Regions from separate parts of the Mus musculus genome. Here region 2 is linked to region 1. Evidence: chromatin contacts called from public Hi-C data. All regions are on one chromosome and are shown on one strand. The core of a region is the stretch at or near the end of the contact, and the rest is flanking DNA. Distances in the headings are between cores, read along the strand shown. Region 1 overlaps Kalrn (kalirin, RhoGEF kinase). Region 2 has its middle 14 kb from the start of Ropn1.

Region 1 (6,164 bases), core at 3,185-5,684:
CTATACTATGGAAGCAAGCTCCCTCATGGCCCGTGGCTCCAAGGACCATCATTCAGACAAAAAAAAAAAAAAAAAAAAAAAAAAAAAAAAAAAAAAAACAAAAAAACAAAAAAAAACGCTACCCAGAGACAAAGACTCTATCAACAAGGTGTATGCCAGGGTTATTCTCTATACAGCTCCCACTGTCAGCACCCAGCCCGGGCTCAGGATCTGCCAAGTTCTGACCAAGAAGGAATCCAATTCAGCCACCAAATTTGTAATATCATGGGAAAAATACATTCTACCTAGTAGAACATACATGGCTAGGTCCAAGTAGACTGTTAACAAGAAACAGTAGTTGGCCTAATACCCAAATTAGATGTTTTGCTAAGAAAAGAAATGAGAAACCAAAAACAAACAAACCAAAAATAAAAAAGCCAACAACCATAACAAACCAAACAACAACAACAACAAACCCCTCCTGTTTGTGACCCACTAAGAAACAACATGAAGCCCTAGGGAACCCCTGGGGTGGATACGCTCTTCCTACCGGAACCTCTCACGGAGAGAGCCCCACCAGCCCTGGCCGAGAGAGCAAATCAGGCTGCAGTGTTGTCAGGTGTGTGGTGGACCTGCCTGTTGTTGCAAGTGTCCTCCAGACTCTCCAGGTGATGTCAGGGCCCCCTTCCCTCTGCCTGTCACTGGAGGGAGGAAGCAGCCATGAAAGCCTAACTGCTAATGTGTCTCCTCTTATAGGACAGTGAGTGATCGTGCGCGCGCGCGCGCGCGCACACACACACACACACACACACACACACACACACACACACACACACACACACACACACATCTTCTTAAGGTCTACTACAAAGAAGCATACTCACCAGACACAAAGGCCACTTTCTCCTTTAGGATAGGAAGGACATCAGAAGCTTTCAAACCATCATTCCGAAAAGATCCTGTGGGACAACAAAATAGAAAGAGAGTAAAGATGTCAGCTAGGCTACAAGGTCCCACCCTCAGCCTCCAAGACCCATCAACTTGGCTTGTGCAGGTCTGCAGCCCAGCCCAACACAGGGAGAGTCCCCATTGTGATGGGGTTAAAGCCTTCTTCTCTTCTCTTGGTCCTTTTCAAGAGAGGAAAGTTCAAGTCACTTCCACTGAGTACAAAACCCAGTGTCTCAATGACATCACAGGCAGTCCTGTGGTTGAGGAGCAACTTGCAAATGGCAAGATGTTTAAAGCACATTTATACCTGGAGTGCCTAGCAGAGTGTCACACAGAGATAGCATGGAGTATGTACTGGTGAGTTAGTTCAGATATTAAAGTAGTTTACAGAACCCTGAATGACATCTTCTTAAACGGTTAGATTTCATTTTACAAATGGGAAAATAACCAAAAATCTGTTAGCCAGAAGCTAAGTTGATGATGATAACCCATACATGCCTGCACTCTAACGTTACCACCAGTCCTCAATCTTCTAAGAAAGTGCACTTTCTCTGTCTGGTTGTTAAGTCTTGCTTCCCGGTTGTAAAGTACTTTCTTGGGTCTAGCCAAATTCCTATTAGAGGGGTGGAGGCAGACACCAGAGCTCCCCAGAACTGGCAAAGAAAGATTCATCTAGAGAAACTCTAGTCCCAGAAGCAAAGGCCAACCCAGCCTAGTATGAGGAACATGGGAAGGGAAGACCAGCTTCCAAGCATACAAAGCTTCAGGCTAGACCACTGTAACCCTGGCAGTTTTCTCCAGTGCATTACAGAACTCTGAAAGGGAACCACCCACACTCATACCCTTGGAGCTGTAATTGGGGTCTCTGTTGTGTATTACCATTAAGACATCACAAAGTGGATCTCATAAAGCAAGCAGTGCTATCAGCTCAGTACAATAGGGCCAAGAACCATGGATATACCCACATGCTGTGAGGCCAAGTCTGAAATCTACAAAGAAGAGTTGCATGTTGGTTAGGCTAGTCTCTATCTCTCAGTCTCTCAACATCATATGAATTTTACCAACAGTCCAGGAATTAGCTCACTGGCCCAGGAAAAGGGAAATTTCATGCCCTGTGCACATCTAACCAAGGAAGAGAAAGAGACGTGTTACCAAATACCAGGACCCAAGGTCAGCGATCATAATCCAACCCCAATCAAATTTCCAGTGTCTGACTATTTCATTTCTTTCTTCTCTTTTATGTTCCCCTGATGTAGTGAAGCTTTTATTCAGCAATTATGTCTCTTCAGAAGCTGACACACAGTGCATGATGTGGAGTAGTAGCTACAGGCTCACTCCGCTGCAGTGAGGAAGAAACAAAGACAAGGAAGAATTCTGACTTCAAAGACACCACCTTGTTTTCTAGCTCTGTCTTTAGTTCCTTCAGATAGGCACGCTCAAACCCCATCTCCCACACCAAAGACTACATCTCACAAAAGAGACTAATTAGCAACAATTATTACAAAATTCACAAGTAGTTCCTATTACTTGCTTTGCTTTGCTTTGCTTTGTTTTCTTCCACACAAGGAACCATTTTTAGCTTCACAGCCATCTTTAACTCTTGAACTGTTTGTGGAAAATGACATTAAAGTATCAAAACAGCTTGTTTTTTTTTTTTTTTTTACAAGTGAAATACACTGTTCTTAGTTTTTAAATACTCTGCTTGCATCAGTATGAACACTTAATCTCTATAGAAAAACTAATATAAAAAATAAATTCTATCCGACTTTTCCCAGATTATTTACAAGTTCAAAGTAAGCCAGGCCTGGTGACCCATAAACCCAGCTATTCAAGAAGTCAAAGCAGAAGGGTTGCAAGTTCAAAGCCAGCCTTGGCAACATAGTAAAGGGATTGAGTATGCTATGTCCAACCCATTTTTATCTGCAGAGAGGGAGGCCCTAGTCTCATCTTTCCTTAGCTCTTCCTTCTCAGGACCCATAGGATGGCTTCCAAGTCCTCCATGTAGCTAGTAATCATGGGCTCTAGTAAATGTCAGTCTTGAGCTGCCCTCTTTCTAAGGTTCTCAGACTTTCTCCTTGGTCCGAGGCCTCCCAGTCGAACTGATGACTGCTGGGCTGTATGGCTGACTGTGTGCCCACCACAAGAACTCCCAAAGTACCAATATTTACTAAATCCATTCCTAGGAAGTAATCATTCCCAACAGTAGCAACAAGATTTTTCACATTATAAAAGCATTTGCTTGGGGGTCTTTCAGAATAAAAGTTCCCTTCATGGTTTAAATTAGTTTTTCATTTGCCAAAAAATTGAATTACAAATAACTTTTCAACAATACATGTATTATGTAAAGCCAAGTAGAGCTAAACTAATTAGCCTAGGGGCTCAGAAATTGGTGACCTTGCATATAAAACTTATTTGCACTGGCTGAGGAGCCTATGGATCAATCCCTCCAGGGACCTTGTGAAACCAGCTGTTAGAATATATAATAAAGGATAAGGGAAGTTCATTGACTGCTAACTCAAACAGAACCAATGAAATTGGAACATGTTTTCACTACCAGGTACACATCCTGGTAGACTCCTGGTCAATAAATATTTGATGATAGAATAAATGACTAAGTGGAAGTTAGCCCTTCCTAAAATGAGCTACACGAGGCAGGTGGCATTACCTGTCATATAAGCACTAGTGGTCCTGATAGATGACCTCCAAGGTGTCTCTAAGCTCTGATGCCCTGAGCCTAAATTCATTCTCCATACGTATCAACACAATCTTATACTTCACAATCCTCTCACTATTAGATCAACGTGTTTTGAAAGGATGCATTGAAAGCAAATTCTTCATTCAGTTTCTGTGTGCTTTGTAAAAACTAAAACACCTCCCCTGGCTTCCTGGCCATTTCTTCTTGGTATCAGGACTGGGAATTTTGCAGGTAGACCAGTTGCCAAAATGGAAGAAAAATGACAGAACTTCTATAAGTACGCACTTGTGCCTTGCAGGAAGCAGTTTGCACAGCTACTGCTCTTTCTGACACAAAGTGTATCCAATAGCATTATTGGGCTGCGAACACTAGACCAATGGCAGGCTGGCCTTTTCCTTAAGACAAGCCTGCTGAAACAGTAGATGTCTCACTACCTCTACAGAAGGCCTGAGAAGAAATGAAAGTCCCTAGCTCCTCCTTTGCCCTACAAGGGAAAACAAAACAAGTCAGCAGGAACCTTATGGACCTGACCCAATGTGGGTGTTGTGCTTTCTCTTAAGGACAAAGGCATGCTTGGCTAGCTTTCAGTGCTAAGCCCACCACATTCATGTCCTGCTGCTGTCAGAATTACAAGCCTGCTGTTCTGTTAATTAGCAAAGTTGAAATGCTCTGCATCTATTAAGGAAGTACAAATTGCCACCACCATCCTCCCAAGACCCTTCAGTTCAGGTTTCCTCCCAGCCCTGTGCCTGCTCCTCATTGCCCTGCACCTCAAACAGCATGTTCCCATCACTGCCTGGTTCTCCTCACATTTTCCAGCTCCCTGCTTCTCATATGTAAAGCACCAATGGTTGGCCTTCACTCTGGCATCCATCCTGCACTTCTAGTCCTAAAGAAAAGCAAGCTGGGCCTTGTGCCATGGGCCCTGCCCATGGGTTCTTGGGCCTGGGAAAGCAGTAGTTCCCTTAAGGAAGCAGAGTGGTTGGGCTGCATGCCAGTCTCCTTCAGAAAGCCATCCTGAGTGAAACAAACACTGAGTGAGCACTTGGTGAGTGTTCAAAGGTACAAGCTGCCAGGAAACCCAAGGATGGCCCACTATTTCCTTTTGGTTTTTAGTCACACTTCCATAATTTGCACTTATTGAAGAATGAGTGTGTAAGCATTCCAACATTGCTTCAAGTGGGTCTGAACCCTATCCTCCACTAAAATGACAAACATCCCAATAGTCAGGTCCCCACATCTTCTCTCTATTCCCTCCCATTGTATTCTGTGCAGGTGAGATCATGTCTCTGACAACAGCCCATTTTCCTACTGGCATGCCTTTCTATCTCTGCTTGGAAGTCCCTGGAAAGCAAAATCCAGTTCTTATTTGCCTTGGTATTAGCACAGTCTAACACAAGGCCTACCTAGCACATTTGAATGAAGCTGGGAAGAGGGAAACATCAAAATCACACACAAGCCAGTGTTGGCTAAATGAGCTCTTAGGGTGCTCAGTAGCAAGGCATATTTATTTTGTGCAGCATGTAAATTGGTGATGTGGTGTCACTTTGAAAGGATTCCTAGTAGCTAGCCCCATAGTCTTGTTCTTCAAAGTAACAGCTATCACCTGCCACCTAGAACTTGCTAGAAACTCAGGATCCCAGGTCCCACTCAATACCAATAGAACCAAACACTGCATTAGAAACAGAACCCCAGGTGACTCTAATTACACATTGTGAGGCAAAGAGAGTGTCAGAGATTCCTCCTCTTGTCCAGGGTTTCAGATATTCAGGTCTTAGCTGCAATCCATCACTTAGGTTCCACACTAATAAAGGTTATCCAGGAGCTGTGTATTAATAATTCATCTTCCAGGCCATTGAGACTGGACTGTGTCTTGTTTTGGAAGAGCATGAATGTTTATAAACCATGCTTATCAGATGCTTGGAATGGTACCTTAACCCATTCCCTCATCCAATAAATGTCTTAATTTCATAACAAAAATATTTTCTTATGTTCTGAGATCTGAATTCTTCAGTAATCATACTTGTAGACCAAATCACCGTCTTTTAGATGATCCCAGAAGACAGGAGAGCCAATTTTTGCCTCTCTATCCCAGCTTATGCCTGACCTACAAAGCCTTGAATACCAAGCAATGCTGGACAGGAAACAGGAAAAGCAAAGGTGCCAAGCCAAGAGAGCCCCATACCCATGAGTACCTGGTACTCATTTCACGAAATTCCCAGTGAGGGGAAGACTCATGCTCTGCCCTCTGGTAACCCACAGCCCAGAATACCCAGTGCTCACCTCCTCCTAATTCTGGGTAACTAGCAGACTGAATAAAAAACAAGATCCTGAGATGCTGACAAAGAACTCCATCCTTCCCCTGCACTCTCCACCTAGCCACATAGTACCCATGCTATCTTGATGATGGAAGTTATCTATTCAGTACCCACACTGCCTGATGATGGCAGATGATGGTGTTGCCCATCGCCGAGATGCCAGAACAGAAGCATGGATGGCATCCTAGACATTCATCTCTCCATCACACTTCTCAATTTGGACA
Region 2 (6,731 bases), core at 1,169-3,668, 240 kb after region 1:
TCATCACAGCAATAGTAACCCTAACAAGGACAGAAATTGATACCAGGAGTGGGATATTGCTGACTGTATTGTTTTGGAAGGATTATGGAAAGATTTTGGAACTTTAGGCTAGAAAAGCCATTGAGTGTTGAGAGCTCAGTGAGCTGTTCTGTGGTCCTGATTTGTTGTGTTGGGAATGAGGCACACTCCAGTTATCTGAGTACTGGGGCAGCTGAGGTAAGAGGGCTGCCATAGATCTGACCATCTGCTTGGGCTGCATGAGGAGCTTCAGGACAACCTGGACATATCAGTGACATGTCGTTGGTGTCATAAAACATCAAGACATCTTATGGTTTCAGAAGGATAAGAGCCCGTCCTCCTGTGGAGGCATGACATTGGGTGGCAGGCACAATGACAAAAGCAGAAAGCAGGGGGTTGGGGGGGTGGACTGGAAGTAGCTCAGGGATTTAGACTTTCAAAGCCCACCCCTAGTGACATACTATCTCCAGTAAGGCCACACCTCCTAATCTGCCCAAACATCACCATCAACAGGAAACCAAATGTTCAAATGCCTGAGACTATCTTTAGGAGACTATCTTTAGAAGACATTTATCAGTCAAACCAAGGGACTTGGCTACATTAAAAAAAAAAAAAAAAAGCCTTTGATGCTTTGAGACCAAACAGAACCCTGCTGAAAGTTCTACCTATTCTTTCTACTTACAAAATGACAAGGTATATAACATGGCCTAAGCAGAGAGCTGTGTAGCATTTCACTTTATGTCATCTGTAGGCCTATTTAGCATCTCTATGGGTGGGTAGCTCCTGCTCTCAGTCTCTACAGACTCAAACTCAGCACCCCTGCAATACAGAGAGAAGGTAGGAGGACTGAATCTCTGCTTTAAGGAAAGAAGGGCTGTTCTGGCTAGAAGAGGACTTAAAGCCATCCACCACCAGCAGTTAAACAGGTTGGTCTCCATGAGAGCTGGGTGCTATATATAGACCAAATTAGGAGTCACTATTCTTGCCCACTCTACATATTCATACAATTATGAAGGCGGATTTTATAGCAGGCAGTTGCCTCACACTGTATGGATAAGGAAAATGAGATCTATATAAAGGAAATAAATTGATCTGTATCTAACAGGAAGGACTATGATGATGACTCAATGGTAGAGACCTGGGTTCAATCCCCAGCCCTGCAAAAAGAAAAATAACAAACAAACTAGAAGTTTGTGGTAGAGTCTATATCCAAACCCAGTTTATAGACCTGAGCCAGCCAAGTTACTCAAGGTCAAAAGTCTAGTTAAATGTGATAATTGCTGGACTTCTTGGACCTGCCAATCTCTGAATAATGATACAGAGACTTACTAATTTTATTACGTAGCTTAGGCCTAGCTTGGGCTACCTCCCAGCTAGGTCATCTAACCTAATTAACCTGACTATACTAGTTTTCGTCTGGCCAAGTGACCAGTTACCTCTCTCCCAGTAAGTCCCTCCCACCAACATCCATGCAACTTCTCTGTTCTACTTCCTGCCTCTGCTTTTCCTCCTTAGGGACACCCTCTCAGCCAGAAGTCCCACTTTCCCTTTCCTGCCTACTATTGTCCATCAACTCCTGGTTAAACCAATCAGTGAGTGAGAAAGCTGTCTATTTACAAAATACCGAGGCAGGTGGTAAACCATATGAATAACAACACCAAACTCTGGTCAGTACTCAGCTCTCAGCCAGTACAGAATTAACAACTGAATAATGCAAAGACAACCTTCACATGGTGCACCCCAATGGGTAATAATACTATCTTGGATGCTCCTCCAGTTCTAAAAACTCTCCCACCAGAACTCTCTCTCTTCAGCCCCAGGGGCCTCCTATCTCCACCATGTAGTTGGACCACGTGTACACTCCATCATCCCTGCCTTATTTTGTATGGATCCTAGGGATTGAATTCAAGTCTATCTGCTTGCAAAGCAAGGACTTGATTGACTGAGCATCTATCTCCCTGGGACTGCATCTGAGGACTGCATCCTACTTTGTCTGACCAGTCTTTCACTGCCACTGTTAGCACTATCTTGCTATTTCCAGTTTAGTTTCTCTCGCCCTGGGGGGGGATCCTCCCCCTTTAACCTAGTGTTTCGCTATGGTCTCCCCTCCTCTGCCCCAGGGACCATCTGACCCTCCCACCCCTCATTCTCCACCTCTTTCCACCTCTTCCCTCTCTTCAAACAGTGACTCCTGAATCCTAATCTCCACCCAAACTGTGGCTTTCCCCTCTCTCCTGGGGGGGGGGGGAGAAGCCGTGAAAGCCCCAAATGCCATCTTTCATCTTATTTCCTATTTTCAGCACATTTTCTATTTATAATTCTGCCTCCCTCGTAGCAGATTGACACAGCACTCTGTGTGGTTCCCAGAATAAATGCAATTCAAGAGTAAGAGGCGAGTTCAGCTCTCAGGACTCTCTGTAGCCAGGTATGTCAGAGTTTCTTCCCTCTGCCAGGATTTATGAAAGCATCTCTGAGGCATTCATGCCTCCCTGTCCTTCTCTCACTGTCCTGGAAACTCCTTTCACACAAGGTTTCCTTCCTTGGTGGATTTCCTTTCCTGATCATGTCAGGACCAAGCTAATATTAAAGGTGTTTTTTTTTTTTTTTTAATTTCCCAAGCACACATTGACTACTCCATGAAAGGGCCTTCTTCTGCATACATATACATGTGTTATGCATGTATGTTTATACATCTGTGTGAATGCTCACGTGAGTAGGTCATTCAAATGTGTGTGTGCAGGCATGGAGGCCAGAGGTTGATGGTGGGTATCTTCCTCTATCTTTCTACACCGTTTACGCCATGGCAGGGTCTCTTACCTGAACTGAGAGGACAGTGGCTCAGCTAGGGTAGGTACTAGCTTGCTCTGGGCATGTCCTGTCTCCACCTTGCAATTGGTAATACAAACAGTATTTATACCCAAGCTAGGGATCCAAATTCCTATCCTCATAGTTGTGTGGCAAGTGTTTTACTCACTGATCTGTCTCCTGAGCCCTCATGAAAGATTCTTACAAAAACATTTGTTGAGAGCTAGGATAATAGCTTAGTCAGTAAAGTGCTAAGCTTGCAAGGAAGATCTAAATTCAATTCCCCAGAGTCCGCATTAAAAAGAAGATGGAAGAGGAGAAGAAGGAGGAGAAAGAAGAGGGGAGGGAGAGGAGAAGTAAGGAGGAGAAAGAGGAGGAGGAGGAAGAGAAGGAGGAGAAGGAGGAGGAGGAGGAGAAGGAGGAGGAAGAGAACAAACATATGCTGGCAGGTGTTTGTAGTCACAGCCCTGGACAGGTAAGGTCAAGCTGACCCTGGAACTTCCTGGCCAGCTAACCTAGTCTATTCAGTTAGTTCTAGACCAATGAGACCTCACAAAACCAAGACGGATGAAGGTCAAGGGACAACAGCCTGGATTTACATGTATATCACACACACATACATCTATATGCTTATACATGCACACACACACACACACACAGAATATTTGTCGGATGATCTGATGAATACTGAATACTGGTATACTAAATAATAAGTCATAAACTGAGTTGGTGTGCTGCTATTGAAAACTGTAGTTAATCTACAAAGTGAAGCATGTGTTCAAAGTCACATTTTAAAATTAAAAGCCAAGTTCATGTTACAACAAAAATTTCGGCTAATTTTCTCCTTCAAAACTTTTACAGTCTAAAGGAAGAAAGAACGGGTGCAGAGTAACTTCCACTTTAAGCGACGTGCTTTGCCTGGATGATGAAATTTGTTCCACGACCTCTGCAGTGAGTGTTATCGTGTCCATTGGATGTGTGTAAAACTGGGACTGGAGCAGGCGAACAACTCTTTATACTATGAATCAGGGGTAAAGCAGATCCGGCTGAACTTTATCCAGTGTCAGCTCTCATGTCAAAAGCCCAGGGAGGACCTCCAGCCTTTGAGCACAATGTCAGGGAACAACACATGCTGGTAATATCTGCCATGTCCTCTGTCCTCGGCTGGTTCTTCTCTGTGTGGCACATATAAAGTGCTCAAACAATTCTTTCTCGAATTAAACTACTATCTGAACCATTTATTTGCATTATGAATATTCTCAGTGGGTAGATATGTGAAATGTGTGGTCTGCAGCACTATCATGGAAGGTTCTGGAAACTGTAGAAGGCAAAGCTTGGCTGGAGGAAATAAGAAGAGCTATGTTTTTGAAATGCACAATCTTGCCTTGTCCTCTTTTTGCTTCCTGTCCACAATGAGGTCAATAGTTTCCCCTTGCTCACACATACACACACACACACTGCTGTCATGTTCACCCTTGCCACAATGAGGCCAAGAAACACAGATTCAAGCTAACCACAGTTCACCCTTTGAAACCATGAACTAAAATAAATGTTTCCTAAATTCATTCTTTTTAATAGCTGAGTAGTACTCCATTGTGTAAATGTACCACATTTTTTGTATCCATTCCTCTGTTGAGGGGCATCTGGGTTCTTTCCAGCTCTGGCTATTATAAATAAGGCTGCTATGAACATAGTGGAGCATGTGTCCTTCTTACTGGTTGGGACATCTTCTGGATATATGCCCAGGAGAGGTATTGCGGGATCCTCCGGTAGTACTATGTCCAATTTTCTGAGGAACCACCAGACTGATTTCCAGAGTGGTTGTACAAGCTTGCAATTCCACCAACAATGGAGGAGTGTTCCTCTTTCTCCACATCCTTGCCAGCATCTGCTGTCACCTGAAATTTTGATCTTAGCCATTCTGACTGGTGTGAGATGGAATCTCAGGGTTGTTTTGATTTGCATTTCTCTGATGATTAAGGATGCTGATCATTTTTTCAGGTGCTTCTCAGCCATTCGGTATTCCTCAGGTGAGAATTCTTTGTTTAGCTTTGAGCCCCATTTTTAATGGGGTTATTTGATTTTCTGGAGTCCACCTTCTTGAGTTCTTTATATATATTGGATATTAGTCCCCTATCTGGTTTAGGATAGGTAAAGATCCTTTCCCAATCTATTGGTGGCCTTTTTGTCTGGCAAATGGATGGACCTGGAGGGCATCATCCTGAGTGAGGTAACACAATCACAAAAGAACTCAAATGATATGTACTCACTGATAAGTGGATATTAGCCCAGAAACTTAGTAGATATAAGATACAATTTGCAAAACACATGAAACTGAAGAAGAACGAAGACCAAAGTGTGGACACTTTGCCCCTTCTTAGAATTGGAAACAATCACCCATGGAAGGAGTTACAGAGACAAAGTTTGGAGCTGAGACAAAAAGATGGACCATCTAGAGACTGCCATATCCAGAGATCCATCCCATAATTAGCCTCCAAACAATGACACCATTGCATACACTAGCAAGATTTTGCTGAAAGGACCCTGATATAGCTGTCTCTTGTGAGACTAGGCCAGGGCCTAGCAAACACAGAAGTAGATGCTCACAGTCAGCTATTGGATGGAGCACAGCGCCCCCAATGGAGGAGCTAGAGAAAGTATCCAAGGAGCTAAAGAGATCTGCAACCCTGTAGGCGCAACAATATTATGAACTAACCAGTACCCTGGAGCTCTTGACTCTAGCTGCATATGTATCAAAAGATGGCCTAGTCGGCCATCACTGGAAAGAGAGAGCCATTGGACACGCAAACTTTATATGCCCCAGTACAGAGGAATGCCAGGGCCAAAAAATGGGAATGGGTGGGTAGGGAAGTGGGGGGGAGGGTATGGGGGACTTTTGGGATAGCATTCTAAATGTAATTGAGGAAAATATGTAATAATAAAAAATATTTTAAAAAAATAAATGTTTCCTCCCGTAAGTTTTTCTGTTGGCTATTTCGTCACAGCAATGCAGAGCCTAATATGCCCCGTAATATTCTCATATCCAAGGCTCACGGTCAACACTTTAGAAAAAGCCCAATATCAACCTGGGTTCCTGTAAGATGATGTATTTGTCGTTATGCCAACAATTATAAAACACACGTTTTTTGTATTTTTAATAGAAGAGAGGTTCACAAAGGCAAAAGTGGGTAGGGCCCACAAAAACCATAGTTTGGCCCTGGTCATTTAACCTTTATCAATTTCAGAGACTCACACTTTCCAAGCCTTTCCGTGAAATTGTTGAGATGGATCATGGATCCAAACGTCTCTGTTTCCTCTTTCTACTGCTGACTAAACCACAAGGCATTAGCATCTCAAGCAGCTGCAGGGAAGCCAGCTACCCAAGTTCATCTGAGGAAGGCTACCTGGGAGAATCCTAAACAGAAGCCAACAAATGTCCCTTGTCTTCAAGGAAAGTGGGGTGATTCCCTGGCACACAGGCCACAGATAAGAACTGAGGAAAACACGGTAGTCTCTGGACCAGGCCCCTGAGGAAGACAGCATATTGTGTGTGTAGACACTGGTTCGTTTGAGATGAGCCACACTCGGGTGGCTGCAGAGCCAGGAGCGTCTCTTCTGCATTTGGGGCAACAGCCAGAAGAGAATGTTTGCTGAACTGCCTTATGCAGTAGCATCCTCTCCATGGTAATGTGAGTTGTTCCCTTGATTGCTCTCTGATGCGTAGCTTTAATTGTATCTTTGCTTTTATGTAGAGAACAGAATCGTGTTCCCAGGAGGATAGTTGGGAAAACCCACTGCTAGCATGGAATACAAATTGAGGCCTGCAGAAATCACTCTTCCTGAGTGGGCACAGGAAGAGACGAACAAGGACAACAATCTCCAGAGACCAGAAGTTTAGTCAGGGAGAG

What was found. Hi-C and Micro-C count contacts between places; a contact is called where the count stands out from the background.
Region 2: a Hi-C map of cerebral cortex shows a contact between it and region 1, with 1.7 times the contacts expected there. The contact joins two enhancer-like sites. A contact is called at or near these places in 2 of 484 Hi-C or Micro-C datasets (cerebral cortex and nephron progenitors), 1 of 115 datasets of contacts at active chromatin or transcription factors (the NIH/3T3 cell line) and 3 of 9 other capture datasets (adipose tissue, liver and pancreatic islet).

The regions. Positions count from the first base shown.
Region 1 is chr16:34,391,172-34,397,335 of GRCm38.p6, forward strand. It overlaps Kalrn (kalirin, RhoGEF kinase), which reads right to left. Exons shown (of 60, transcript NM_177357.3): 2 at 864-938. Among named protein-coding and RNA genes, the nearest start is that of Kalrn, 120 kb to the right of the region's middle. Within about 2 kb of position 4,435, at least 19 of the 459 cell types and tissues checked have an H3K27ac peak or open chromatin away from gene starts, as enhancers often do. A contact at or near this core is called in cerebral cortex, where this site is marked.
Region 2 is chr16:34,633,388-34,640,118 of GRCm38.p6, forward strand. No RefSeq gene overlaps it. Among named protein-coding and RNA genes, the nearest start is that of Ropn1, 14 kb to the right of the region's middle. Within about 2 kb of position 2,419, at least 5 of the 459 cell types and tissues checked have an H3K27ac peak or open chromatin away from gene starts, as enhancers often do. A contact at or near this core is called in cerebral cortex, where this site is marked.